Linked DNA regions of Mus musculus: all the other regions are linked to region 3. The links are chromatin contacts, called in public Hi-C, HiChIP or PLAC-seq and promoter capture Hi-C maps. All regions are on one chromosome and are shown on one strand. Each heading gives the region's core, a stretch centred on a gene start, on an enhancer-like site or on the middle of the called end of the contact. The rest is flanking DNA. Distances are from core to core; before and after follow the strand shown. Region 1 holds the start of Ddx41 (DEAD box helicase 41). Region 2 holds the start of Rab24 (RAB24, member RAS oncogene family). Region 3 holds the start of Faf2 (Fas associated factor family member 2). Region 4 holds the start of Fam193b (family with sequence similarity 193, member B). Region 5 holds the start of Grk6 (G protein-coupled receptor kinase 6). Region 6 holds the start of Sfxn1 (sideroflexin 1). Region 7 has its middle 19 kb from the start of Nsd1.

What was found. Promoter capture Hi-C pulls out the DNA fragments that hold promoters and counts their contacts. A called contact is a pair of places that touch in the nucleus more often than the background predicts. HiChIP or PLAC-seq counts read pairs in DNA pulled down with a chosen protein or histone mark. Capture Hi-C pulls out chosen DNA fragments and counts their contacts.
Region 1: a contact with region 3 is called in a FOXA1 HiChIP or PLAC-seq map of pancreatic cancer cells. The contact joins the promoter of Ddx41 here to the promoter of Faf2 in region 3. A contact is called at or near these places in 1 of 484 Hi-C or Micro-C datasets (muscle stem cells) and 2 of 115 datasets of contacts at active chromatin or transcription factors (embryonic stem cells and pancreatic cancer cells).
Region 2: a contact with region 3 is called in a promoter capture Hi-C map of embryonic stem cells, with 3 times the contacts expected there. The contact joins the promoter of Rab24 here to the promoter of Faf2 in region 3. A contact is called at or near these places in 7 of 39 promoter capture datasets (3T3-L1-derived adipocytes, cranial neural crest, embryonic stem cells and 3 more) and 1 of 115 datasets of contacts at active chromatin or transcription factors (bone marrow-derived macrophages).
Region 4: a contact with region 3 is called in a promoter capture Hi-C map of liver, with 2.5 times the contacts expected there. The contact joins the promoter of Fam193b here to the promoter of Faf2 in region 3. A contact is called at or near these places in 9 of 39 promoter capture datasets (the 3T3-L1 cell line, the C10 cell line, cranial neural crest and 4 more), 1 of 115 datasets of contacts at active chromatin or transcription factors (bone marrow-derived macrophages) and 1 of 9 other capture datasets (liver).
Region 5: an H3K27ac HiChIP or PLAC-seq map of embryonic stem cells shows a contact between it and region 3, with 5 read pairs. The contact joins the promoter of Grk6 here to the promoter of Faf2 in region 3. A contact is called at or near these places in 3 of 115 datasets of contacts at active chromatin or transcription factors (bone marrow-derived macrophages, embryonic stem cells and pancreatic cancer cells).
Region 6: a Hi-C map of nephron progenitors shows a contact between it and region 3, with 6 times the contacts expected there. The contact joins the promoter of Sfxn1 here to the promoter of Faf2 in region 3. A contact is called at or near these places in 5 of 39 promoter capture datasets (the C10 cell line, the HPC-7 cell line, embryonic stem cells and 1 more), 1 of 15 datasets of contacts at CTCF or cohesin (large pre-B cells), 1 of 484 Hi-C or Micro-C datasets (nephron progenitors), 4 of 115 datasets of contacts at active chromatin or transcription factors (the 230-238 cell line, astrocytes and embryonic stem cells) and 1 of 9 other capture datasets (liver).
Region 7: a Hi-C map of Sertoli cells shows a contact between it and region 3, with 6 times the contacts expected there. The contact joins the enhancer-like site here to the promoter of Faf2 in region 3. A contact is called at or near these places in 3 of 39 promoter capture datasets (cranial neural crest, hippocampal neurons and pre-B cells), 2 of 484 Hi-C or Micro-C datasets (Sertoli cells and embryonic stem cells), 3 of 115 datasets of contacts at active chromatin or transcription factors (the SCID.adh cell line, astrocytes and pancreatic cancer cells) and 1 of 9 other capture datasets (adipose tissue).

What each region holds. Positions count from the first base shown.
Region 1 is chr13:55,535,199-55,538,188 of GRCm38.p6, reverse strand. It overlaps Ddx41 (DEAD box helicase 41), which reads left to right and starts at 1,531. Exons shown (of 17, transcript NM_134059.2): 1 at 1,531-1,708; 2 at 1,783-1,893; 3 at 2,144-2,303; 4 at 2,385-2,459; 5 at 2,570-2,630; 6 at 2,764-2,900. The coding sequence starts at 1,682. Gm46416 (a long non-coding RNA gene) reads right to left here and starts at 2,194. Exons shown (of 5, transcript XR_003950651.1): 1 at 2,097-2,194; 2 at 1,302-1,989.
Region 2 is chr13:55,320,607-55,323,491 of GRCm38.p6, reverse strand. Rab24 (RAB24, member RAS oncogene family) reads left to right here and starts at 1,512. Exons shown (of 8, transcript NM_009000.3): 1 at 1,512-1,954; 2 at 2,034-2,102; 3 at 2,312-2,390; 4 at 2,498-2,565; 5 at 2,648-2,747. The coding sequence starts at 1,838. It overlaps Prelid1 (PRELI domain containing 1), which reads right to left and starts at 1,437. Exons shown (of 5, transcript NM_025596.5): 1 at 1,211-1,437; 2 at 414-639. The coding sequence starts at 1,302.
Region 3 is chr13:54,620,156-54,623,163 of GRCm38.p6, reverse strand. It overlaps Faf2 (Fas associated factor family member 2), which reads right to left and starts at 1,380. Exons shown (of 11, transcript NM_178397.3): 1 at 1,261-1,380. The coding sequence starts at 1,323.
Region 4 is chr13:55,569,419-55,572,459 of GRCm38.p6, reverse strand. Fam193b (family with sequence similarity 193, member B) reads left to right here and starts at 1,340. Exons shown (of 11, transcript NM_145382.4): 1 at 1,340-2,755. Gm31364 (a long non-coding RNA gene) reads right to left here and starts at 1,364. Exons shown (of 2, transcript XR_873486.2): 1 at 1,035-1,364.
Region 5 is chr13:55,444,025-55,446,937 of GRCm38.p6, reverse strand. It overlaps Grk6 (G protein-coupled receptor kinase 6), which reads right to left and starts at 1,607. Exons shown (of 16, transcript NM_001112711.2): 1 at 1,378-1,607. The coding sequence starts at 1,429.
Region 6 is chr13:54,070,412-54,073,170 of GRCm38.p6, reverse strand. It overlaps Sfxn1 (sideroflexin 1), which reads right to left and starts at 1,326. Exons shown (of 11, transcript NM_027324.5): 1 at 1,239-1,326.
Region 7 is chr13:55,189,035-55,191,837 of GRCm38.p6, reverse strand. No RefSeq gene overlaps it. Among named protein-coding and RNA genes, the nearest start is that of Nsd1, 19 kb to the left of the region's middle. Within about 2 kb of position 1,452, at least 411 of the 459 cell types and tissues checked have an H3K27ac peak or open chromatin away from gene starts, as enhancers often do. A contact at or near this core is called in the SCID.adh cell line, Sertoli cells, adipose tissue and 4 more, where this site is marked.

The sequences.
Region 1 (2,990 bases), core at 282-2,781, 910 kb before region 3:
CAAATCCTATTTTAATGTGGTAGATTTACTAAAAATGTCTCACATGTGCCGTGTCCAGGCTTAAGTCTTTTTAAAGATCTGTTTTATGTGTGAGTGTTTTGCTCACACTGTAAGCCTGGTGTTGAAGGTCAGAAGAGAGCATTGGATTCCACAGAAATGGAGTTAGAAATGTGAGGCACCATATAGGTGCTGAGAATCCAATCTGGGTCCTCTGCAAGAACCAATGCTCTTGGCCTGAGCCACCCTCCAGCCCTGCTAAATGCCATTCTTAGCAAGCGTCTGCTAGGCTCTGCAGTTAACCCATACTCTTCTCCTCCCCCAAGGGAGCAGGAGCCAGACCACAGGCTCACAGCTCCTGCTTCTCAGCCTGTTTCATTTTTAGGAAAGGGAAAACAGTTGTAGCCTTTTCTCTGTATTGGTTAGCTTTGTTTTTCACACTTAAAACTGCTCTTTAAAATTCCAGTTGTGGCAAGAGTTAAAGTCTGGTCAAGTACCTACAAAGTCTAGCTTTGGCCTTCAGCACACGGTCACCAGCTAGGTGACTCCTGACTTTCTTTCACATTCCCCACCCCTCCACAATTACTCTTCCATTATGAATTCCGGGTGTTTGTTTCTTTACCATGAGTTCTTACTGTGTAGCCCCAGCTGGCTTCAAACTCAGATCTGCCTGCTGAGTGCTGGGATTAAAGGTGCATGCAACCACCTGGCTTTTGGATTTTAATTATTCTTCAAGAGAGGCTACTTGCTATGAATATCACGAAAATTGATTTGCACTTCCTTTGTGATTTCATGCTAGGTATTGTGATTATACACAATCCCAGCACTCATGAGGTTGAAGCAGGAGGATCACCACAAGTTTGAAGCCAACCTTGGCTACATGGCAAGACCCTCTCTTAGGTTAAAAAAAAATCATTTTATTTCTCCCAATCTCAGAACACTTTGGCACTCCATGGTGATCGATGCACCTATTACAGATAAAGACTTGGGAAGGAGCAGCCAGCACTAGCTCTGTCTTTCCTCCTTAAAGTAGGACTCCTAACAACCTGGGCCCGTCTCCTTACCTCACACCAGCCCCTGAGATCTCTGCAGATGCCCCAAGGAATCTGGTTATTTGCTCTACACTCTCAGCCCCTTTCCTGCTCTCTTGATGGTGACTCCTCCCTCCACTAACTCGAAAACCCAGATCCAGCATCTCTTCTGTGCTATCTCTAGCTTCCCAGGTGGTCACTCTGAGATGTATATCATTTACACACATAACATACAAGGTTAAAAAAGACCTTGACCATTATTTTACTTCTGACCCGTCGGAACAGCGGTGTTATCTCACGTTAATGAATAATATTTTGCGAGCACCGCTTGCAGGGCTGAAACTCCTGGCCGCCAGAGGGCACAACGCTCCCCGGGAGCGTGCGGGAAAGGACAGCGTGCGGAGGGTAGGGCGTGTTCAACAGATTCATCCTTTAACCCACGACTTGGATCTTCTGCGCATGCTTCAAATCCTCCCGCTACCCACAAGGCTTCGCCAGACCCAATTGGCTCCGCTGCGCGTCCGTAAACGCGCTGGAAGAAGATTGTCCCGGTTCGCGATCCGGCGCTCACGCCGTTGCTAGGCGACCACAGCAGTTTTTCCTATCTGATTGGAGCTCAGATGCCCTGGCATTGCGCATGTGTGCAGCCTAAGATGGAGGATTCGGAACCGGAGCGGAAGGTGGGACTGAGGTTTGGTCCACGCGAGGGGGTGCGGGCAGGGGGAGGGGCCGCGGCTGACTCGGGTCTCCGCAGCGGGCACGCGCGGACGAGGCGACCGCGGGTGGGAGCCGCTCCGAGGACGAGGATGAGGACGACGAGGACTACGTACCCTATGTGCCGTTGCGGCAGCGCCGGCAGCTACTGGTGAGGGGCCGCATCCCTGGTGCAACGGCGACATGTCCCCGGCCGTCAGCGGGAGGGGGGATCTGGGGAGCTGTAGTCCTACCTTGGGTCGTGGTTCTGAGGAAGACCAGGGACTAGTGAACCTGAGTTCCGGACAGACGTGCGCCTCAGTGCACACGATCCCCTTCCCGGAAAAAGCCCTCCCGGGTGCTGTGCCCCCTCACCTGCTGGGTCCTGGGCTTGGCTCTGAGGGACACTGCTGGGACCTCAGCTCCAGAAGCTGCTGCAGCGAAGACGCAAGGGCGCTACGGAGGAAGAGCAGCAGGACAGTGGCAGTGAGCCCCGAGGAGATGAGGACGACATCCCGCTGGGCCCTCAGTCCAATGTCAGCCTCCTGGATCAGCACCAGCACCTCAAAGAGAAGGCTGAAGGTGGGCCTAGCAGGAAGGAGAGAGGACGGGCCTAGGCCGCAGTGCTCCTGCTTCTCTGACCTCTTCGGCTTCTTTTCTCAGCACGCAAGGAGTCCGCCAAGGAAAAGCAACTGAAGGAAGAAGAAAAGATTCTGGAGAGTGTGGCTGAAGGCCGAGGTACCATTATAGTTGGTTCAGAGCAGAGGTGGACTGAGCCACCTCCTCCCGATTTCAAAGGCGAGACCTCTTGGGTGGTCTTGCTCATTGAGCCATGTCTGTCTCCTCAGCCTTGATGTCAGTGAAGGAAATGGCCAAAGGCATCACCTATGACGATCCAATCAAAACTAGGTATGCCTTTCCAGTAAGTATATGAGGTTGGGACTGGCAGTGGTACCCTGACGCCCTGCTGTGCGGACTGGGGAGGGAGCTGCCCCACCATACTCTACCGTGTTGCCCTCTCCTGCCCACCACCTACCCATAGTTGGACACCCCCGCGTTATGTCCTGAGCATGTCTGAGGAGCGGCATGAGCGAGTTCGGAAGAAGTATCACATCCTGGTGGAGGGCGATGGTATCCCGCCACCCATCAAGAGCTTCAAGGAGATGAAGTTTCCTGCAGGTACCCGAGGAGAAGGGAGACACCGTGCTTTATCATCTTGCCCCTGTGAGGTTGTGTATCCCAGCACCCACTGCGCTCAGCCGTGGGAAT
Region 2 (2,885 bases), core at 263-2,762, 700 kb before region 3:
CTCTGCGCACAGTACTTGTAACAAGCTTTGAAAAGGGGTGTCAGCCGGGCAGTGGTTGGTGGTGCACGCCTTTAATCCTAGCACTTGGGAGGCAGAGGCAGGTAGATTTCTAAGCTCGAGGACAGCCTGGTCTACAAAATGAGTTCCAGGAGAGCCAGAGTTTCACAGAGAAACCCTGTCTCGGGGAAAAAAAAAAAGAAAAAAAGAACAGGGGTGTCTTTCCCCACCATCTGAGAGCCAAGGGACAGTCCCAGAGAATCTGACCAATCGAAAGGGTAGACCAATCTAAGGGCAGAACTCTAGAGATGCAGCTCATTGGTATTTTAGGCCTGCCTCTGGCCACAGAAGTTCCCACAACTCTCTTGCCTGAAATCTGAAGGGCAACTATTTTGAGGGAGCAAAGGAAGTCTCACCATCAGCCGGGCATGGTTGATGTTCCAGGTGAAGGTGGTCATGGTCTGATTCTGGGGGTCCACAATAGAGTCCTCCAGGATGTACACGGAGTGAGCAACGTTGGCAGGAAACAGTCGCTCTGCCCAACGTGGCATCCTGTTGGTCTTGGTCAGGAGTCTCCGGGACAGTAGCTTCTGGTCGGGGGTCACCTCCCGGTGCACTATGTCTTCGGTTAAGACATGTTTGCTGCAAGAGTTAAAGATGATTCTCAGGAGCCTGCTCTTGACAGCATGTCTACTGGTTCCTATTTAGCGCCTCCAGGTCATGGCTGCCTGCAATCTGTGATCTGTGCCCGGGTTCAGAATTAGAGTACACTGAACCTATCCCCGGGCAAATTCCAACTCCCTCCTCCACCCGACATGGATTCTGTGGCTCTCCAAAGCGAGCAAAATCTCAAGAATTATACCACTAGAGAGCGCCAGCAGCAGGTAAGCAAACCATCCTCAGGATTTCTGGCCCCGAAATACCGCTCAACTCCCGTGCTGCCGCCTCTTCCTGTCCAACCACCTTTGGACTGCAAAATAGAAATCTAGAGCCCAATATAAATCACAAACTAGACAATCTTCTTCGAGGACTTTGGAGGCTTGGACTGATTCTAATCCTATAAGGATTTTGTGCTATAACTGTGGCCACAGTTCCGCAGATAGCCCACATCGGACTCTGTCCAGTCTTTCAAACTCCACTATTGAAGGACAGCCTACGGTGCGATCTCCAGAAGAAGAGAGGAAGGCGACTCGCTCTACCCAACGCCACGTACCTATAGGGATTCGGGTACCGTTGCCAGAAGGCGGCGAACACTTGGTCCCAGGAACTTCGGAGCACGCTCTGGCCCAGGAAATACTTCACCATCGTCCCGACCCGGACGGGCTCAGCACCCGTGCAGCATCAGGGTGAAGAGCCCGGGGGTGGGGGGGACGTGGCTAGGCGCACGCCCGCCAGGCTCGCAGCTCAATCTCCGCAGGACCGCGCCCAGGTCCCTACCGCCGCCATCAGGGGTTATAGGACTGCACGACGCTTCCGGCGCCGGATGCATAGGATCGGCCACTTCCGGCGCCCGCGTCACGTGACCGGGCGTCCCGCCTCTTGGCTTCCAGTCCCAGAGGTGCTGTTTGGAGTTAGCTACGAGGACCCCAGATTCAGTCGGTAACCCCGGCGCAGCGGAGCTTCGGGCGCAGCGGCGGTCGCGCGGGTGAGCACCGCAGGGCTCTGCGGCGCGGTGGAGGGCGCTGTCCGCGTCCCCGCGCCGCGGCTCTGCAAAGGACGGAGCGCCCCGGGCCGAGGCGCCAGGGGCCTGCGAGGTGCGAGGCCCTTGGGGTTGGGGTCTGAGGCTTGGGCTCTGCCTGGGCCGCGCGGACCCTGAAGTGGGTGAGGCGGCCCAGGGAGCATGAGCGGGCAGCGCGTGGACGTTAAGGTGGTTATGCTGGGCAAGGAATACGTGGGCAAGACGAGCCTGGTGGAACGATACGTGCACGACCGCTTCTTGGTGGGGCCCTATCAGAACGTGAGTGCACCCCTGCGGAGCAGGCATGGGAGGAAGGGGTCCGGCCAGTATTCCACACTTATCTCTTCCCTGGTTGTAGACCATCGGGGCTGCTTTCGTGGCCAAGGTGATGTGCGTTGGAGACCGGACGGTGACTCTGGGCATTTGGGTAAGTCCCTTGAGAACAGAGTCTTGTGCAAACCTGTCTCCCGAATTTAATGTCTTGCCTCTTAAACCAGCCAACTGGAGCCTCATAGAGGTCGTTTTTCCTTCCTCACACCCATTTACTCGTCTAAAAAAAGGAGGGGGGGTTGTCTGGAAGATGGGGCCTATTTTGTAGTCTTGTGAAGGAGCTTATTAACTCCTTTCACCCCTCAGGACACAGCAGGTTCCGAGCGCTACGAAGCCATGAGCAGAATCTATTACCGGGGTGCTAAAGCTGCAATTGTCTGTTATGGTAAGGGGTTGAATTCTGGCGTGTTCAAGTAGTAAGGGTTAGGTTACAGGCCAGCATCAGAGGGAAGCCGCTGATCTTTATGTGTCTCTTGCCTTACCCTTACCAAGACCTCACTGACAGCAGCAGCTTTGAGAGAGCCAAGTTCTGGGTTAAGGAGCTGCGCAGTTTAGAAGAGGTAGGTGGCCAGATATCACAAGAGTAGGGACAGAGACTGTATTGGTCTGTGGAGATAATCTCAGCCTTGTCTTCTGCTACAGGGCTGTCAAATCTACCTGTGTGGCACTAAGAGTGACCTGCTGGAGGAAGACAGGCGGCGCCGTCGTGTAGACTTCCATGATGTTCAGGACTATGCCGATAGTAGCTGTTTTTAAGTCTCTGAGGATGGGGGCTTGGGGGCGGGTACTATCTGCCTGAGTGTATTTCAAAGATGGGAATGACAGTCTTGGTTGCTTTCTGGCCTTCTTGAACCTGTGTGGTTCAGGAGACTGAACTGTT
Region 3 (3,008 bases), core at 131-2,630:
TTAGTCAAGTTCTCACGACATCACAAATATTTAGTGGGCGGTGTCTGGCATTAAGGCTTAGCATAAAAAGTGCTAAAAAAAATCAATATTTAGCACATTTCCTATTAGAAAATGAGTTCTATTGACTTCAATTTATCTGGAAAATGATTATTAATAGTAACAACTGTTTAGGCACATTTTACAGTTTACAAAGTTGTCTTCTTCTTCTTTTTTTTTTTTTGTTTTTTTTTTTTTTGTTTTTTGTTTTTTCGAGACAGGGTTTCTCTGTGTAGCCCTGGCTGTCCTGGAACTCACTCTGTAGACCAGGCTGGCCTCGAACTCAGAAATCCCCCTGCCTCTGCCTCCCGAGTACTGGGATTAAAGGCGTGCGCCACCACTGCCCGGCCCCAAAGTCTTCTAAATACCGTGTAACACCCATAAACTCAGTTTACCTCCTAAAACATCCGCAAGGGAATAGACATTTTGAAGTTATATGTAAGAACTAAGGATACGGCTAATGCCATGGTTACCACCACCCGGGTGGCATCCTCCCACCAGACCCTCCACCTGATTAAAGTGCTTAGAGCCTTTTTTTTTTTAAAACAAAACAAAACAAAACCAGAAACATCCACTTAATGGGGCGGGTCCTGCAGGTTGCCACCCTCCTCAAGCAGAGTCAGCCGTTCAGGAGCAAGCCGAAGGGCAACAAATCCAGTCAGAGGCCTTCGATGATACTTCATGTTACATTGTTTCCTCCAGAGGCGTCCTCCCACATTTCTAGGGCAGGTGCCAGGTCTGTGTGTGGGCGCTTCTTTTCCCCACTACAACCACCCAACACGAGCCCTAGGGACCACCGAGAGACCCCCAGCAAGCGTCGGTGAATAACATGGGATGGTGGTGGTCTGCGGTCCAGCCCTGCAAGCTGATGCCAACTCTGCGATTGGGGATCTGAGTTATCTCTAGCACATCCCCACCAATCGATGGGCGGAGAGGGTCTGGCGGGTTAATCAGGCCGGCAAGGATTGCAGACCAGCGACGCTACGGGAAATCAAGGCAGCTGACCCACTGTGGTCGAGCCCGGCTAGCAGAGGTGGCTGGAAGGCTGAGGACCCACAGAGGTTGGGCGCCGGGGAAATCCGGGCAGTTGGCGTCTGGGGGGGAGGGGGCCGCCTGCGGGTTTGAAACTGGTCCCAACCCCAACCTGAGGATGGTTTTGCGCTCCTCTAGGGTCCCACTCCCCATCCCGCGGCGGCCTGGGCTGCACCGAGAACTCGCTGCTACCTGAAACTGCAGCAGCTTCTCGGTCTGCTCCTGAGTTAGATCCTGCTCCTCAGGCGCCGCCATTTTGCCGCCGCCTCTACGCTCCTGACCCGTCCGCACCGTCACCCGCCGGAAGTGATCTCAGGTGTAACCACTTCCGGCCTGAACCGCCGCCGGGACTCAACTGCGTCTGCGCGCGCTAACTCGCGGGCACCCTCCCCGCCCCCTTCCGAATCTCGCCACCAGAGGGCGACGTTCGCGTGTCTAGGCCGAACAATTCAGGACCCTGCCGATCTATCTCCCAAAGATCTAAAATTGATGAAAAGATGACAGACCCCAGAGGGTCAGTGTACCTCCAGGAGCTCGAGAGAGTCCCGCAATTTGGCTGCTCCTTAACCGTTTTTTTAAATTATCTACGATATTCTTGAAGATTTCTCAGGAAACGATTGCTTTCACGAAATAGCGCCAGTTTGATACTTAATCCTTTCATAAAGTTGGTCTGCCTTATTAGGGGAAACAGTGGTGAGGCTTTGTTGTCTCTTGCTAGGAGTGTCTGTAACCAGGTTAATGGTGCTTCCCAGACACTCAGCTCTGTACCTCGTCCAACCTCATGCCCAGGCCACTCGCCCTTCATCCCTTTGACAGACCAAAGATAAGATAGTTGGTCTGAGTCAAGGAAACTTGACTTTAAGTGTGTATGATTCCTTGCATACGAAGGGTATCCTGGAGCAAGCCACCTAGACTCTGTTACTTTTGGTTGAACGCGATTGACTTAAAGCCTGCCCATTCCTCCTTTGCCTTTTCCTGGGCACACTGCGGTGGCCAAGACTTGAAGATCTTGAACTCAAGAGCAACCTGCACTACATAATGAGACCGTGTGTCAAAACGACAACAATCAAAGGAACAACACACACACACACACACACACACACACACACCCCGAGTGCATTTTATTCCTAACCTTTAGGCCCTTCTTAGCCTAATATTGTCCAATAAAAACGTGAGCCACACGAGCAATTTTTTAATAGCAGCCATACTAGGGAGAAGTGATGTTCTGCTGATGGGAAACTAAATTATTAGTTCATCCATTACAGAAATCAGAATAAAGACTCCCCTCACAATTAGTTAGAACTGTTATACAACCCAGCTACACCAGTTCTGGTGCACACTTCCAAGAGTCAAAGTCAGTTTACTATAGACATACCTGTAATTCACATACTTACTGATATGCACAATAAATCATAGACTCAGCCTAAGTGTCTACCAGTAGATGAGTGGACAAAAAAAAAAAAAAAAGTCTGTATATAGCAGGGCATGGCAGCACATACCTTTAATCCCAGTACTCAGTTGGTAGAGGCAGGTGGATCCCTGAGTTCCAGGTCAGCCTGGTCTACAAATCAAGTTCCAGAACAGCCAGGGCTACACAGGGGAAACCCAGTCTCAAAAACAAAACAAAATTCTAGCACTGGAGAGATGGCTCAGCAGTTAAGAGCATTGTCTATTCTTCCAGAGGACTTAAGTTCAGTTCCCAGCACCAACATGGCAGCTCGAAAAAGTCTAAAACTCCAGTTCCAGACATTCATAGGTGCAGGGAAAACAACAATGCACTTAAAATAAAAAAGTTTGCCAGGCGGTGGTGGCACACGCCTTTAATCCCAGCACTTGGGAGGCAGAAGCAGGCAGATTTCTTAGTTCGAGGCCAACCTGGTCTACAGAGTGAGTTCCAGGATAGCCAGGGGTGAGTTTAGAGGAGCTCTGAGGACAACTGG
Region 4 (3,041 bases), core at 91-2,590, 950 kb before region 3:
TGGACTAGAGATGCAGTTAGGCTCGGGAGCTGAAGCAATGAGCCCAAGAAGTGGGCTCACAGGCCTTTTAAAGCAGAAAACCACAACCAGGTATGAAGTGGAAGATTAGGGTGAGGGTCTAGGCAACCTTTACCATGGTTGGTTGTGGTTAGGGGGCTTTCCAGAGGTCCTGGTTCCTGATTGGTCTGTGGTGGCCCCTAGGTATTCCAGGGAAAGAAGGGTGGCAACTGTTTCAGGATCTTGGAGAAAAGGCCAGATGTTCCTCCCCTTCCCTGAGTGGTAGACTCTAGAACATTTGTGGTTTTTCTTGGAATTGGGGCCATGCAAAACGGAGGACAGACTTCAAGATGGAGCAAGTTAGGCCAAAGAAGTTTAACCCAGTCCCACCGACACACACACATACACACACATACCTATTAAAACAATAAGATAAATAGAGCAATTTTTAAAAATTGATTTACTTCTTGGTAGTCAAAGTTTCAGATTTTGTTCTGATTGATGTTATCAATATAAATTCCACGTGTAACTACTAAAAAGTTCCAGTTTCACTCGACAAGGCATAAGACAGCATTGGAAACTTAAAAAAAAAATACATATATTTTTTTGTTCCATGTGCCTGAATTTTTCTCCCCCTGTGGGAAGAAAATGGGTGGAGATGACATATTAACAACTAAAATGCTGAGCTATTAAAACATTTCTAATTTTGCTTTGTGGGTTAAAGACCTCTCTCGCACATACCACTTAAAAAAAAAAAAAAACATTGCCAGAGTATGTGCTTTAATCATTTCATCCTTGTCACGCCGATCCTATTATCTATTTAAGTGACCCCCTTCCCCATCAGCCTCAAGAACGACCTGAGTCTGGGTCCTGCAGTTCTGAGCACAGAACGTGGGGCTCCCAGTAAACGACAAGTAAAGACCTGCCTATTCTTTCGCCTCAGGCTGACCACAGGTGTGGTGGGATGATATCTAGGAATCTATGGTAGGCATTTTGCAGCCAGTGCTTGTCCATTGCAAAATGGGAATAATTCGTACCTGTTTCCAAGTGATTTAGGGAGGAGCCAAGAGATGAGCGTGAAAAGTTCGCAGCAAAAAGATTAGTAACTCACTCATTATTTAATGGATAATTAAGCTCCTAGGCCCGCTATTACAGAGCCCAATGTGTTTCTCCAGCCGATCGCAGCCTTTCGGACTAGTGCTTAGGACAGGATCTCGCCCGGGGCTGGTCTCCTGCGAAGCCCAGCGAGGTGGCCTTATTAAAAATGGCGCTGGCGGCTTCCGTGGCGACTGCGGCGGCGCGGACTGAGTGTGCCCTCTGACCTGTTGGCAGCAGGCGGGGAGGGGCGCCGGGCGCCGCCATATTGGCTGTTGTCCTGTGAGGGGAGCGGCGGCGGCGGCGGCGGCGGCGGCGGCGGCGGCGGCGGCGGAGGCGCGAGAGGAGCCAGCGAGCGGGGGAGCGGCGCAAGAGGCAGCATGACTCGGAGGCGGAGCAGGCCAAGCGGCGGCGCGGGCCGGCGGGAGCGGGCGCGGGCCGCGGGGCTGCAGAAGCCCCAGGCGCCCGAGCCGCAGCCGCCGCCGCCGAGCCTGGAAGCGGGAGCCGGTGCAGGGCCCCCGGAGGTGCCCGCCGAGCTGGATTGCGACGGTCCCCGAGAGGAAGAAGAGCCCAAGCTGGCTCCAGGCCCTCAGGTAGGATCGAGCAAAACGACTCCGACTGCCGGGCTGCTTACACCTCCCCAGAGCGGGAGCGGGAGTGGGGCGGGAGTGGGCATGGACCATACTGTGGGTCTGGGACCAAATCCCAAGTCCGGGGCAGATGCTTTCAACCCGCTTGCCGGGAGTGGAAGCTGGACCCCTCTCCAAAGCCAAAGCTCAGCCAACCCTCTTGCGACCCTTGTAAAGCTACCCGTTCAGGCCCTGCTCCGGAGCTAAATCTTCTGACCATTTATGCTCTCTGGGACTCGCTCAGGTCCCGAGACCACCGCTTAGTTCTCTGCCCTCCACTTCCCTTTGGAGCCACCTGATTCCCCCCTATCCCCTAGCCCCTAAAAGACCATCATCTCAGGGCGCTGGAACCTGCAAGGCTGCAGCCTCTGTGCGCCCCTCCACCCCCGCCCCCAGCAGCTTCATCCCTTCCCCTGCACGGTCTGCAGCCGCTACCCTCAACAGCTGTACCTCTCTGCATCTGCCTTCCGGGACCTCTCTCCTTTCCCTACCCAGCAGAACAGTTGGCGGCCCCAAAGACTGTTAGAATAACTCCACTAAAGAGGAAACCCTTGTTCTCCTCCTATCTCCTGTCCCATAAGGAGCCCCCACTCCCACCTCCAACCCCCGCCAGTCCACTAGTTTGGTGAATCCTGCGAGACTAAGAGTATTTGGGAGGATTCTCGGAAGCTTCCAGCTTGCCACCTGGAAGGTCACTTTCTTTTGAGCAAAAAGGAGCAAACAGGAGAGGCGGGGGTGGCGTGGGCCACAGTTGCTCAGGGAGGGTTGTGGCACCCGGGGCTGGGTGGCTCACCCTAAGCTTGCTCTGACAAAAGAGTTTTGAGTTGGTTTTTTGGCTGAGCCTGCCAAGGAAGGCAGGCCCCTGCAGGAGTCTTGGAGGGTCGGATGCAGCGCCCGGATGAGGACGAGGCGTGGCGGAAGATGCGTTTGGCTCTGCAGACACTGCATCGGGCAGCAGGGGACTCTGGGAGGCTGGTGCAGCCTGAAGGCATGGCTCTTGACAGCCTTCTAGTAGAATCTCTGGAATTGTGCATGTGAGTGGGGATGCCATTTGGGGTACCATTCCTGGAACGCTTTCCCTGACCTCCCCAGTTAAACCAAGTGCCCCCTCTGTGCCCACCACCCTCTTTGCTTCCCTTCAATGGCACCACTCCTTCTGTGATGAAACTTGTTGATGTGTCTGTCCCAAGCACTGAACAGTGAACACCACGGGCTGGGAGGATGCCCTTCGTGGGCTCCTCCACGCCTGTCCCAGGCTTTGCCTTTATGGAGAAGTAACTAGGTGAAGGAGGGGAAGGTTGAATCAGGCTAGAACCTGCA
Region 5 (2,913 bases), core at 358-2,857, 820 kb before region 3:
CCATGATATCCTGGGCCAAGATCCAGTAATGCCGGCTCACCTATGCAAAGGTGCCCACAGGATCTCGCCCAACAAGGCAATACCCTCAGCAGAGCTGAGCCCCAAATTGGCTAGCCCTAGGAAGTGAAGCCTGGCCTTGGCTCTCCTTATCCCTCCTCCCTGGCTGGCTGCATGACGAGGCAGAACAGAATCAGCAGATGCCCCCAGAGGCTGAGAGGAAGGCCCAGCCCCTGAGCTTGATAAGGGACAGGAGATAAGATTGCCTCCCTTGGGCACTAGGGATCCAACCTGCCCATCCCATTTCCAGGTAACACCTCTCTGGGTGTGACATGCACCAAGTAGGCAGAGGACATCAGGGACTGCGGCACACTGGGGACTTGTCTGAGCTACCTATAGACTCTACTGGGTATCTGCCTGACCCTAGGTCAATTACAATCTCTGATCTGAGCTTCAGTTTCACACCTGTAAACTGATATAGAACAGCGAAGCTGAAGGTTCCTTCATCATGGAAACCCAGCAGAAAGTGGAAAGCTGTCACTGTGTCCCTCCCTGGAGTTCCAAAAAGAAAAATCTTGTTGGTGTTTGCCCACCAGCACCCTGGACAGAGTAGGGCACTACAGGTATCTAATGATTATGTCACTCTATGTCGTTTGTCTGGCTCTAGTCATCTAGGACCCATAGAGCCAAATAACATCTGGAGTGAAACCAAGGAAGAGCAACTCCGCACCATATCCATGTGCGCGCACACACTAAGTCGACCAGACTGGCTTTTAGCCCTACAGTCCTTATAGCCCGTTATGCTCGTCTCTCATTTATTTCCCCGGTGCATCTGCCCTAGTAGGTCAAAGGCTTGCTAAATGCCAAAAACGTTACCCATGCACCCGTTTTTAGTGCCCAGAAGCTCCAGGTGAGTGGTGGTTCTGCATGTAATGTGTGTGTCCAGAAGTTTCCCCCTGTCGGTTGGGTTGTCTATACAAAGGCTCGGCTCATTCATTCTCTAATCTTTACCGATTACCAACTTTGTGCCGTTCAGGGCATCTGGGCCTGGGGCACGTGGGGCACCTTCCTGCCTCTCACGTAGAAGAGGCCTCACACGCATTCCTCTGGGGCTCATGTTCCACCTTTTCCCTTCCTTCCCTTTCTTCTTCATCACCCCCAAACCCGACTTGAGGCCCATGGCGCGACCCCCGCCCCTCCTGGGCCCCGGGTTCCGGGGGCAGAAGCGGAGGGCCGGAAGGGCTCATGTCTGCGCTTAAGAGTCCGGGTGCAGACTCCAGGGCACGAGGATAACTGGGGCCCGGACGCCTCATGGAGCTCGGAGGTCGCGCGCCCGCGATCCCCGCGCCCAGGCCTGGCCGCCCGCCTGCCTGGCCTCACCTTCCCGGGCCTTGAGTAGCACCGTGTTCGCTACGATGTTCTCGAGCTCCATGGGCTGCAGCGCCGCCCGGCCCGCCAGGCCGCGCCGCCGGCCGGGACCGCCCACGAGAGCCGGAGCCGATGGCGATCGGCGCGGCTCGGCTCGGCTCGGCTCGGCTCGGCTCGACTGACCGCGCCGCGGCCTCCGGGCCCCACCGGCCTCCGGGCCGCCGCCGCCCGCCGCGTACTCTGCGCCCCTCCCGGTCCACCGGCGCCCGCCCCGCCCCGCCCTCTGTTTACTTGGCTCAGTCAATGGGCGAGCGGACGCTCCCCGCGCCGGACTACTATTGGTCAGCCTCTTTCTCTTGCCCCGCCCACGGAGCCGGGAACTCGCTCCCTGCGGAGAGGGGGAGGGCCCCGTTGCGTCGCCGATTTCTGGTTGGACTGCGGACGGGATTCGGCCCCTAGGTTCGAATTTCTAGGCCTTCGTAGGATGCCGAGCTGCCAATTAGGGCCGAGCCTCTGCCGAGAAATCGGAGGTGGGGCCTCTCGGGAACCACGCCCAGAAGACCCAACATCTGATTGGATTAAAGACGTGTCGACCATCCAGCTTTGCGATCTGATTGGGTGAAAGGATGGGGGCGTGGCTGTGTGTCTGGTGCGCCGACGGGATTTCTAGGGTTTTGTTGGGGACACGCTGTGTCTCCTGCCGGCTATCAGGTAGCTTGGTTAGAATGGGTGTCCTGCCGTCGTCCCTTAGGTCAGCTGCTTCAGAAGGGCGCGCTTCCAAAGCTAGCAGAGGACCGAAGGAAGCTATTGCCTTCCCAGCAGCGCTTGCCTCCAATTCAGCCGCACCCCGCACCCCCGTACCCCGCCCCCGCAGCCGGATGTTGTGATTTCTCCCCTCCCACCCGTCCGGCGCCTTCGGCCTCTGCTGCCTTATAAGGCAGCGCAACCACCCCAAGTCGTTGAGGATGAGTTCACACCCATTGTACAGGTGGGGACCTGAGGCGCTGGATGTTGAGTGGCTGGCTGCACGCGGAGACCGGGAGTGGGGGGACAGGTCCGAATTTTGCATCTCATCAACACAGTGTAGTTCAATCCCCCACTTCCTCATCACCACCCCTTTTCGCACAGCAGGAAACGGAGGCTTGCCCAAACTCGGGAATTAAGGAACAACCGGATTCAACTACATGTTTTTGATCCATATTCATTCATTTTTGAAAAAAAATATATATATACTGCCACTGCTTTTTTTTCCCAGGCACCCAGCCAGGTGCCGGATATAGTGGTAACAGCAAGAAAACCAAACTCTCAGTGCTTACGTGCTAGGCGGGAAGAAAGGTGGTAGCTGTCCTGTAAGTGAGCACATTAATGGGTGGTTTTAGAATGAATGCTACTAAAACAAAGAACTAGAGAGGACGCTTTGTGGTGCCTCGCATGCCCCCCCCCCCCCCGCCCCATGTCATTAAAGGACCAGAGTGGTCACAGGCTATGACTTTTGAGCAAATCAAGAAGCGGCACCACGCCTAAAGTTAAGTTTGGCGAGGACTAAAG
Region 6 (2,759 bases), core at 77-2,576, 550 kb after region 3:
TCAGTCCTGGGAGGGGGGTGGGGTGGGGGGTGGGGAGGGGTGGCCTGAGGTTCTGGGACTTCCTGCTGAACTTCCATTTGTCCTCTAAACAGCTCTCCTTCACACAGCAAGCCTGAGTCCAGCATTCTAAGACCCACAAAGTCCTCTTCTTTACCTCAGTGCTCGCCTCTCTACTCCTGCCTCTGCCTGGAACAAGGACGGAGAGAAAAATCTAGGCAGTGGTTTTCAACCTTCCTAATGCTGTAGCCTTTAATACATGGTTTAGTGATTCCTCCAACTATGAAATTATTTCGTTGCCATTCCATAAACATAATTTTGCTACTGTTATGAATCGTCATGTAAACTTCTGATATGCAACCACAGTTGAGAGCTGCTGACTAGAGGCACCCAAAGTAGGTGCAGCAGATGAGGGATCAGGAGTGTGAGAAAACTATAAAGGGAGAGTCCCGGGTAAAGGCCCAAATTCTGAAATCCAGCAGAACTACGCTTTTCCACGAGGTCTCTCAATCGTCACATCGTCACTGAGGGACAAAGTGGAAACAATATATATACTCGGATTGCCTGGCTCTTCTCCCTGGCCAGCTGTGACACTTTAGGCAAGTTATTCAAGTTTTAATGCCTCAGTTTTCAAATCTGGATTATGGATTTGGCAGCATTGGATGAATACAAAAGTCAGAGATCTAACTCCGGAGGCACAGACCTTAGTGTGGTCATTGTCATTCTGGAGGCGGTTGAACCTGAGATGATCAGCAGGAACACGATGTGGGAGCTGAGGGTGAGGGTCCCACGGTTCTACCTGGGACACTTCGGTCCCTTGAAGAGATTAAGAGCTGGAGGTCGGCCACCAAGTGATCTCCACGCGGACCTCCGGGTCCCAGCTACTAAGAGCCACCTGGTCACCTGGCAATTGCGCGCGCCCATCCTCGTGGAGACAGTCCCCTGGCAGCCATCTTGGCCGCCTGCACCCAGCATGTTTCGTCACGCGGTGGCTAGGGACGCGTGGCACGGTGCGTGATGCTCCCCTTTCACATCTGTTCCACAAGATCAGTTCCACGCTGAGGCCTCCCTAGCCCCAGTCTAGAGCTGCGGACTCACGAGGTCCCGGGCGTACGTAACCCGCCTCAGGCATACCCCAGCGCGCACAGTGGACCCTACTGGGTCCCCTGCAGCCCCCGAGATTGCGCCATCCCGCGCGCCTCCGGCTCCCCGCGCGCGCTCCGCAGCCCCCCGCCACTCACCGCCTACCCGGCCGCCACCCGCGCCGCTCGGTCCCGTTCGGCGCCGCCTCCAGCTGCCGGAAGCGCCGCGGCCCCGCGCGCCGCCCCCAGGAGCGCGGCCACGACGCGCGCTCACGACGCGCGGCCCCGCCCAGAGGTTCCTGCCTCTGCCTCGGTGTCATTCATGGCTTTGGCTGCTGAGCTCCGCAGTCTGCGCACGCCCCATGTGCCCGCGCTTCTGCTTCTGGCCACACTGAGAACTCCTAAGTTCATCTTAGCCGCAGCCCGGGTCAATGCCACTGTTTTTCAATTTGGTTTTTTTTAGAAGACCACCCATCATCATTGTTCCTCCATTCATTTGGGCTAATGCTTCTTTTTTTTTTTTTTTTTTTTTTTCCATTTTTTATTAGGTATTTTTTTTTTTTTTTTTTTTTAAAGATTTATTTATTTACTATATGTAAGTACACTGTAGCTGTCCTCAGATACTCCAGAAGAAGGCATCAGATTTCGTTACAGATGGTTGTGAGCCACCATGTGGTTGCTGGGATTTGAACTCGGGACCTTCGAAAGAGCAGTCGGCGCTCTTAACCACTGAGCCATCTCGCCAGCCCCTAATGCTTCTTAAAATGGGGGAGCTTGGCACAGCCAGCCCTCTAAGAAAAACTAGACAATACAAGTGCCACCTTCAAAAGAGTCACTGGCTGCTGGACAGAGATGGGACCATAGGGGAGGTGCAGACCAGAGGTCATGAGCTTAGTCAGGTTGGACCTGGTTAGACCAGGTTGGACGATGAGGAGAGAAGCATAGAATCTCGGACGCATTCTGAAGGCCAGCACAATACAACAAATAACGAATTGCATTCTCTGCACAGGTAGATAAATCCCCTCCCCCTTTTTTTAAAGACAGAAATTCTACCCCAAATAACCTCTACAAGCAATGAGATTCCGAACTGAATTTGGATTCTGTGTGTGTGCGCTCACACACACGCGCGCCCATTGAGTGTGTCTGTCTGTATCCCAATAAGGTGACTGTAAAACGTATATGAGAAAACAAAGAGCCCAAAACAGCTAAAACACTTTGAAGGAGTAGATTGTCCTACAGTTACAAACACAGAAGAATGGTAAAAAAGAAAGGATGTGTTTGTACCAGAATCAATGAGGAGCTCCATCCAGCCAATCAGACATCCAGGACAGGCTGAAAAAAAAGGTCACCAGAGGGGAACATGGGGGGTGGGAGTGGGGATCAGGCTTCTACCTTTAGGGGCTTCTACTGTGGGAGACTGGCCCAGAAGGCCCTACTAACATTGTAAAGAAAAGCAGTGCTCCTTCTGAGTGTGGATGATGTGACCAAGGCCACACTGATCAAATTAAATACCCATAGGTCTAAAAGAGCTGTTGCCTTGGAGCCTTCTGATCCACTGCTTCAAGCTCCAGCTGCCTTGACTTCCACTGGGTGATGGACTGTGCTTTCCAACTGTGACCTAAGATAAACTCCTCCTTCCCTTGGGTGGCTTTTGTTGGGATGTTTTATCACAGCAACAGA
Region 7 (2,803 bases), core at 203-2,702, 570 kb before region 3:
GAACTCACTCTGTAGACCAGGCTGGCCTCGAACTCACATTGATCCACCAGCCTCTGCCTCCTGAGTGCTGGGATCAAACTTGAGCACACACACCCAACCCCCACCCTCTAGAACAAGCATTCTTAACCTCTGAGCCTTCACTCCAGTCCCCTGGCTTTTAAAACCCTATATGGCCGGGCATGGTGGCGCATGTATTTAATCCCAGCACTCGGGAGGCAGAATTTCTGAGTTCAAGGCCAGCCTGGTCTACAGAGTGAGTTCCAGAACAGCCAGGCTACACAGTGAAACCCTGTCTCAAAAAACAAAACAAAACAAAACAAAACCCCTATATGAATGTATTTTATGGGTGGATGTGAGTGCGGTGGTTTTGTGGGCAGGCTTGTGTCTTTGTAGAAGTCGGAAGACATGCACAAGTTGATCCTTCTTTCTACTATATGGGAGTGAATTCAGGTCACAGGATTGGCAGCAAGTGCCTTAGTCCACTGAGCCATCTTAGGAGCTCTGGGTAATCCTCTTTCATAGATAGGGAATCTGAGGATCAATCAAACTGAAGATCTGCCCTGGGCCACATGGTGGACAGTTCATTTCAGCTAGATGTGCTGGCTTCCAAGTCTCTAAAATGCTATTTATTTACTTTTTATACTGCTGGCAATCATAACTGGTAGGCTCCTAGCCACACCCTGAGACCTAAAACACTACTTACCAAAAACAAACAAACAAAAAAAAAACAAAAACAAACAAACAAACAAAAAACCCCACCTTTTGATTTCTTTCTATTTTATATTTTTATTATGCGTGTTCGTGCAGGCCAGAGTACTCCCAAGTCTTTCCTCAGGGCCATTCACCTTGGACCTGGGCTCAATGACAGCCAGCACCCCAACTCTGTATTACTGGCCATCACTAAGCTCTTTAGGTGGGTTCTACAGCTAGAACCCAGGACTTTATGCTCTCCCCTTAGCAGCTGAACTAGTCCCCACCCCCACACACCCCAAAAATATAAAATACTACCTTTTCTCCCTCTCTTTTTCCTCCCTCCTTATCCCCGCTTCCGTCTCTTTTTAAAGAGTCTCCATCCTGTGTAATCAATGCTGGTGCTGAGCTGTCTCCACACTGTCTGGTCAATGCTGGTCTTGAGTTCACGATCCTTTCAATGGTGTTACAGGCCTGAGGTACCGCAATACAGTTTAAGACACTCACAGCCTTGGATCCGTGAAGAGGTGGGATCATAACTGACAACCACGTAAGACTCAGCAAAAGGACACAGTGTCCTGGCACCAGGTTTGGGGACGCTTCTTCCAGTCAGCGGGACAGGACCGGGGGAGGCTAAGCCTCAGCTCCCCGGCAGGGCGTCCTGCAAACCCGCGATAAAGCTGCAGACAACACCACGCGGCCGCAGCGGCCACACGTGGGACTGCATTCGGGGGAGGGTGGCTAAGACTCGTCTTTGTCACATGGCTGCCACAGGCCAATCGGCGGCCACCCCAGCCAAGGCCATGACGTTGGTGCGGGATGAAGAGCCTTGGGAAAAAGGTGAGCTTTGCAAACTGGGCGGAGTCGGGAAGAGACTGCCAATTCTTGTCCAGACCAGTTCGCCCCGGATCCGGCTGTCGCTGTGCCCATCAATCTATCTGGATTTGCCACTCCCTGATAGCAACGCTCCGAGTGGAGGATCCTGGGCTCCTCCTGTCCGACCTCGTGCTTCCTTGAGTTTTTGTGCCTCTTGCTCCGCTAGAGTACCAACTCTTACTCCTCTTTCTTTTCTCCCGCAATCTCCACCCCACCCTTTTTTTTTTTAAACCGGCTCCAGGCCCAGCCTCTTTTCCTGTCTCCTGCCCTTCCCTCAAGGCGGCCTTTGTCCCCGCTGTAATCTGGCTCCAGATCTCTGATAGTGCTACTGTGGTGAATCTGCTGGCCTTTGTGAACCTTTGTTTCACTTCCAGCCACACTGACTATAAAAACTGTGGGGTTTCCAGAGCTTCCTGGCTTCTTCTGATCCCTTCTTAGGTGATGTTTCCATGAAATTGGCCTGCCTTCACTTTCCCCACCGTGACCTCCCTTCGACACTTCTGTGCTCTCCCAGACAGCCAGACGCAGCGTGTCCTTTTCCTGGGGGTGGGGGTGGGGTCCTCATCTACTTTTGCTCCTCCTAAACCACGGAGGAGCAACGCCTGAGCTCACTCTATCCCAGATTTGCCTGAATGTATGTTTCACGGCTACAGGTTCAATGTAAGCCATACATTTAGTAAGTAAGTATTGGGGACTGGGTGTGTAGTTCAGCTCTGTAGCGCTCATCTAGCATGCTCTGGGTCCTGGGAGCCATCCTCAGTTAAAGCTGTGTTCCTGTTTCATATATCTAAATACATATTTACGGGGCATGTTAGTTGCTTGAATATTTTGGCCTCTTGTAAAAAGCACAGTGAGTGTAGTAAATACATGATAAAGAATCCTTTGGGGTTGGGGGGTGCTGGTGTGATGGCTCAGCAGGTAAGAGCACTCACTGACTGCTCTTCCAGAGGTTCTGAGTTCAAATCCCAGCAACCACATGGTGGCTCACAACCATCTGTAATGGGATCTGACGCCCTCTTCTGGTGTGCCTGTGAAAGACCCTCGAGGGAAGACCCTCACTCAGACACTCAAGTCCCGGGACAGCCGCGTACCCAAGAAGACACTGAGACCATACATAAAATGTAGAAGGCAAGATTTAATAAGGCAGCAACATGAAAGCACACAGACCAGAGCTCTGGGGTCGAAATAAAGCAGCAACATGGAAGCACACAGAGCTCTGGGGTCGAAACTCATACAC